2 separate regions of the Mus musculus genome follow, and region 1 is linked to region 2. Evidence: chromatin contacts called from public Hi-C data. All regions are on one chromosome and are shown on one strand. The core of a region is the stretch at or near the end of the contact, and the rest is flanking DNA. Distances in the headings are between cores, read along the strand shown.

The links. Hi-C and Micro-C count contacts between places; a contact is called where the count stands out from the background.
Region 1: a Hi-C map of uterus shows a contact between it and region 2, with 7 times the contacts expected there. The contact joins two enhancer-like sites. A contact is called at or near these places in 1 of 484 Hi-C or Micro-C datasets (uterus) and 1 of 115 datasets of contacts at active chromatin or transcription factors (embryonic stem cells).

Annotation. Positions count from the first base shown.
Region 1 is chr5:104,237,896-104,241,339 of GRCm38.p6, forward strand. It overlaps Gm31048 (a long non-coding RNA gene), which reads right to left. Exons shown (of 3, transcript XR_389447.2): 3 at 1,418-2,030. Among named protein-coding and RNA genes, the nearest start is that of Gm31048, 7.3 kb to the right of the region's middle. Within about 2 kb of position 1,991, at least 40 of the 459 cell types and tissues checked have an H3K27ac peak or open chromatin away from gene starts, as enhancers often do. A contact at or near this core is called in uterus, where this site is marked.
Region 2 is chr5:104,094,384-104,097,589 of GRCm38.p6, forward strand. Sparcl1 (SPARC-like 1) reads right to left here. Exons shown (of 11, transcript NM_010097.4): 3 at 256-384. Among named protein-coding and RNA genes, the nearest start is that of Sparcl1, 18 kb to the right of the region's middle. Within about 2 kb of position 1,863, at least 35 of the 459 cell types and tissues checked have an H3K27ac peak or open chromatin away from gene starts, as enhancers often do. A contact at or near this core is called in uterus, where this site is marked.

The sequences.
Region 1 (3,444 bases), core at 741-3,240, 140 kb after region 2:
AGGACACCATCAAGACGCAACAATCTGCTGTCTTGACTATACTGTGGGGTACATACTTTGAAGAGGATCATGGGATTGGAACATAATGGTGAGGGTCCTCACATAGCTGTGCAATTCTACCACTGGGTGGAAGGAAAGATCACTGGGAGGTCTTAAATTGATAGAAACCGAGCCAGCTTCGGCCTGTCTCCTCTTAATTAAGATCAAGCCTATTGAAGTTTTAAATTAGGTTTCTAATTCCTTCATCATTTCCATCAAAACTCAGAGTGAGTGAGGACACCAAGGGTGAATGACCACACGACTGATAATAAGCAAAGTGTACACACAAAAGCCTGTTACTGTCACACTAGCTCCGCAGCTTTCGTGTTCATTAGTGTTGGAACCTTTTTGAATGGAAATTTCCAGTATTCTAATTCGGCTGACTTGTAATTTAGTAAAATAGGCATTTGTCTTAGCACAAGTCCACTGGTGCGAGTGATATTATAGGAGGTAATGTAATCAATCAGCTTGTTTGGTTTTTTTTTTCCTCCCGCTTATTTTTTTTTCTTTCCTTTTTTTCTACATGTAAAAGGAAAGGCAAGGAAAATCTACTCCAGGCCTGGCAATTCTAGGACCTTGAATGCCCACTTGTATAGGGGTCAGACTGGTGGCCCAGACACTCAGTTTAAAGCCCTGAGTGCTAGAGGCCTATCTTAGTCAGTGTTCTGTTACTGTGAAGAGATGCTAGAACCGCAGCAACTCTTATAAAAGAAAGCATGTAATTGGGGTCTTGCTTACAGTTTCACAGTTCATCATACGGCAGGAGCATGGCAGCAAGCAGTCAGATAAGGAACTGGAGAAGCTGAAAGTTCTTCATCTGGATCCACAGACAGCAGGAAGAGAGAGCTACTGGACCTGGCTTAAGCTTTTGAAACCCCAAAGCCTACCCTCAGTGACACACTTCCTCCAACATGGCTACACCTACTTTAGCAAGGCCACACCTCCTAATCCCTCTCAAATTGCACCACTCCCTAATGACTACACAATTACAAATGAGGGATATATGTCACACACACCCTCCACTAGTCTCAAAGACCATCACCGAAAATGTGGCAGGAGGATCACAAGGACGAGAAGTTGGAAAGACCCAAACTGAAACAGTAACATCAGGACATCACACACACACACACACACACACACACACACACATGCACACACACACACACATGCACACACACACACATGCACACACACACACACACACACACACACACACACACACTCACACACCTGTGCACTCACAAGGTCATAGAGGCATGGGTGCCTACAGAAGGCAACATACAAGTTCAGGCCAGTCAACATTCCAGCATGCAGAGTAGTGTGGGGGACAGCAGACCCCACTCTTAGCTGAAAAACTATTAGTCACGGAGAGTTTCTAGGGGAAGGACTTTTCTTTAATGGTGAGATCTCTGGTAGGTTGGCCTTACCCCAGTGAGAGGCCCAGGCTTGTGAGGGTATGGGCAACACAGACTGGACCAGGTGAGGTACACAAAAAGAAAATAAGAGGAGACAGTGTTTGGATGGGGATGGGGATGGGGACAGGGACAGGGATGGGGGTGGATCTAGGAGGGCACATGAAGAGGAGTGGAGGCAAATATGATCAGAGTATATTGTATGCTCAGCAGTGAATATCTTCACTCTCTAAGCCATTCTTTTTTTTAAAAAGTCTTCTCACTTCTTTAAAGGTACAGTGCGGTCATCTTATGCACACATTTTTTTATCTTGTCTTTTTTTTATTATGCACACATTTTTAATGTTGTGAAAAGAGTTATTGGTTATGAAGCCAAACCCATAAAACTGGTGGTTTGGAGAAGGACGAAAAGGCTCAGAAAACCAACAGTTCCTATTCTGAACTCGGGCCAGGAATGGCTGAACACTCATGTAGGCTCTTCAAAGGCAAGAAAACAAACAAATGTTGAAAAACCACTACTGCTTCCTCTGAGGATTCCCTTGCGGGGGCTGCGTACACCTCCCAAGGCCAGACTGACGATCTGAAAGAGAGAGATTTGGCTATTAGTCTCCACAAACTGGTCTGTTCCTAGATGGCGCTGATGTTAAAGTGCAAAGATCCTTTAAGTGTAGATTCTTTTGAGAAGGGGATGGTATTAAGGACATTTCATTGGTCTGTGGTCCTTGGTCACTGTGTCCAGTCAGCAAAATGGTCCCAGTTGCTGATCTCTGGCTGGCAGGCCAAATTCTGGCCAAAATGCTCACCGCACTGTGGACAGAGCTGGCATGCTTACAACTTGGATGTCCCTTCCGGGACTAAATTCCCAATATTGGTCAGATGTGAAAAGTACTGGGACTTCTGCCCAGAAAATACTTCAGGAGTGACAAGTAATTAGAGGCAGGCTTGGGACAATTATTTATAACTTGGGACACTTCCACATTAAAGACTCCACCATCTTCTCAAGAGAGACTGGCCAGAGCACTCGGCTCTGCTTTATTTGCCAGCAAGATTCACCAGGCTATGTCCTCTGCCATTATAGTCTTTTGAAAAGAGGGGATAATATATTTGTCTTTAAAACGTCATTAGTTATTTCTTCTTTGCTTTGACTTGTCCAACTACTCCTCTTGCTTGTACAGGCCAGTTCTGTGTGTACAGTTTTCTATACTTAACAACTTGTTTGGTCTGTTCTTTTGGAAAAATAGTTACACAGTGTCCAGTGCAGATATTAGCATTGGCCTTAGCTAGTTACATAGTAGCGCATGGCCGGGAGAGGTTTGTTTGAGCTTGTTTGAGCCGTCCCCATTGCATGAAAGGCTGTTTAGTCTTCCCTGAGCTCAGGAAGGACCATAGTTAGGAAGTGAGTCAACATCCCGCAGCATCCCACATGGACCAGGCTGAGACGCTCTGTTTTCTTTCTTGTATGTGGTACCGTCTATAGTGTCTCCCCTCTTTCTAAATCTGCTCTTCCCAGACAGAGTTGGTCTAGAAGTTGTTTGTGCTCAGTGGTTTTGGGGGGACTTAAGAATAGCAAGGCCCAGAACATTATTATTATTTTCAGCTTGCTTTCAAAAATGCCATGCATGGTATGCATTTGCCTGTATGAAGTAAAAATGGTAGTGCCTGGTAGGACAACACTGTGGAGGATGGGAAACAGATGCCCTGCTCAGACATGGGGACTGACTGGAGCACACCATGGTGACTGGAAGGAGTAAGAAAGCATCCATACAGTAGGAGAGCTGTCATGAGCTCCTGATCTAGATGGCACAAGCGCATCATGTTCACTGTTTCACTAACAGGGTCCTGATTTCCTATCACTGTAAGGAGCTGAGGAATGTTCTAGTGCAGTTAGATTATCCTATGTCGCAGGATTTTGCCTGTCCAATTACATTAGGGCACTGGGAGGCCTTTGATTGGACAGGGAAAAGGGAGGCAGAGCTAAGAGTTGCAGAGACAGA
Region 2 (3,206 bases), core at 613-3,112:
GGCTGGTTCCTCAGGGGGAAGGGATGCCTTGGCATGGCCCCCTGAGATAGCCCCTTCCCCACACCTCTCTACACTCCCATAGAACATATCCCTTATATTGCTTTATCTTTTCTACACTTGATCTTAACCAAAAGGCCGAGAAGCAATTTATCTTTTCATAAACACATCAAATATATTACCCTTGTAAGGATGCTTTGATACTGAATTCTCAGGGAAAATGATAAACGATGGCATTAATGTAACGATTATTTTTACCTTGTCACTGGGATGGTTTTCTATGTCTGCTGTAGCTTCAACCCCGGCAATGGGGACTGTAGCGTCTTCCGGTGTCACCAGTGTTGCAGTAGTTGGGTTGGAGTGGTCAGAGAGAAACCTTGTACTTGTCTGAAAAAGTGAAGACTTTATGTTGCTAATATATAGAAGCCAACTGAAAAAAAATCTGAGTTCTTGCTATTATCACCAGCACTGGGATCTATCTTCACTGATAACACTAATGAATGGTATTCTCTAGAATTTCCTAGGCTACAAGCAAATGTCTGAAATATACTAAAAGATTATAGTCAAGTTTATGAAAGGTTTTATATTTATATATATATATACATATCTTTCATAAATATATGTGTATTTATGAAATACATGTATATACATATATACATATGTATATATATACATACATATACATACATACACACATACATACATACAAAGACTGGCTGAAAACATTTCAACAATGATCATTCTTGAGTTTTTGGAATTTTCAAACATTGACAAAAACAGATTTTATAACCTTGAAGAATAAGAAAAACAAAATTAACCTTGGGATATAGCACTGTCCAGTCCCTTGCCTGCTTTTAAGTTCTCACAGATAATTAGCAGAAAAGATTATACAATTTTTGCTAAATGCTTATTTATTTTCTGGTCCCCACTGGTTTCAACATGCATCAGGACATCTTTGACTAAAAAGCGGTTTAATTTAGAACTAACTCAAAGATTTCAGGGCATGGAGCCTGGTAGGTAACAGCAGCCGTGGAGTCTGGCTGCAAAGAGCAATGGCTTCCCTCAAGATTGCAAGGAAGAGATGGGCAGTGATGCACTGTGTCTCAGGGAAGCTGAGGAACTAGATTTGGAGGGAAGTCTCCCTTCAAGTGGTGACTGCTTGTTAGGCTCTGTTGGGGCTTGACAAGTGGCTGGCTTGCGTCACCACTGGCAAGGTGAGCAGAAACACAGAGTGAGCGTGTAAACTATTTTGTAAAGTTCAAGGAGTTAGAATGACTCTCCCTGACAATAGTGACGTTGACGCATGCGCTATCCGTGTCCGAGGCAGCTATCTGAGGGCTGACCGTGGGCTATGAAGTGAGCAGAGTGGGTGCAGAATCTGTGAGGATCTGGCTGCTGTTTTGCATCCCACCAGCTTCTCAGCTGGGAGGATTAACACTGAAAATGTTTTGAAAGAAGCTAAGGGAAGAGGGGAAGGAGAAAGAATGGGACTATTTTGGTAACCCCCCCCCCATCCTTGAGTGTCCTGGGAGACAGTAGAGGTAGGGGAGACCCGCGTTATCTCCTGAACCTCCAAGTTCCTCCTAGCCCCAAGAAGTTCACACTAGAACAGCAGGCAGCTCATTTCTTCCAGAAGTTTCTGCTGATTGAAATCTATTTCATTATCATGGTCACGCCTGTATTTATTCCTCACAGCCTCTTGAGAGTCTGCTTGGAATCTTCCTGTCATGCAGAAACTACGAGTTGCTGAAGAATTAATTCAAGCAGAGCTGGAAAACACTACAGGATTTTAAACTGGCGGGTCTTGTGAAGTTACTTAGCTTTTAAGCATCTGGCTGAGTCTGCTTATAATAAATTGTCCCAGAAAGGAAACATCTGGCTTGTGTCTATGTGTGGGCGTGTCACCAAACATTTGGTTCAAAGACTCTGGGTGCCTGTTTACAAAGCTGAATCTGTGACCACTCCAAAAGGAGAACATATTTTCGGGAGAAAAACGATGTTTCTGTGGGAACTGTTCTATGTTAGTTTGTCCCGTATTTCTAATTTCAGAGTACAGTGTGTAAACTCAACGGGACTGCTCCACATGAGTTAGGCATGGTTCTTAGCGTCTGTCATAAATTCTTTGTTTCCGTGAACTGCTTGATCAAGGTGATAGAGCTTGGTTTTGCTGATTCAGCTGTCAGAAACCGGCTCCCATTCATCTAAAACGCAAGGACAGAATTTTAGACCAGAGAAAAGGGGACAGTTGCTTGTCTATTTAGAGGAGGTTGGTCCTTCCAATGGGTGAAGGAAAACAGACGGCACAAATGAAAGATGACACAGGCCATCTGTGGGACACCAATAATGATCACAGGATCTGTCTTAAGAGGAAACCTCCCTACAGTGCTCAGGCTGAGACATGGTCCCAAGAGTATGACTTAAGTGTAGCGCCTTTATCACTTGTAGATGGTGGCGGGGTGAGTGTGCCTGACCGGGAAGCACAGATGCTCTAGTCATGCCTACTTCGAGCACACTTTCTTGGACAGCCCAGAGATGAGATAGCAGCCACTCTATGATTACCACCATAACATTTATAGTCCTACCACATTGTTTTCATTATTATAGATTATCAGGAGAGAGTCTTAATCTGAGAAATCAGAGAGCATGCATTTGATCTTGGAGAAAATACTGGAGGAGAATGATTACATAACACATGTTAAATACTTTGTTTTTCTACAGATCTGTAAGTTATTTCTCCCTGGCGGCCTGGAGAGATGGCTCAGTGGTTAAGAGCACTGACTGCTCTTCCGGAGGTCCTGAGTTCAATTCCCAGCAACTACATGGTGGCTCACAACCATCCGTAATGAGATCTGATGCCCTCTTTCTGTGTGTCTGAAGACAGCTACAGTGTACTCACATACAACAATAAATATATCTTTAAAAAAATATATTTCTCCCTGGCTGTTTGTTTGGGGTGCACTGTGTCTAATAAGATGATAGACAGCATTTTGTGCTGTATATTTATTTTACCTTATTGTTTGAAAAAATACTTTTAATATATATTTTTTTAAAAGTATAAGTAATTATATATATATATATATATATATATATATATATATATATATATATACCACTTGCACTTTGGGCAATAAAGAATGTAATTTGGAAGAATCCAAAGCCACCCTAAAAGAACTATTTATTTTGTGTGGGGGGGTGTCTTTGTTTGGGAC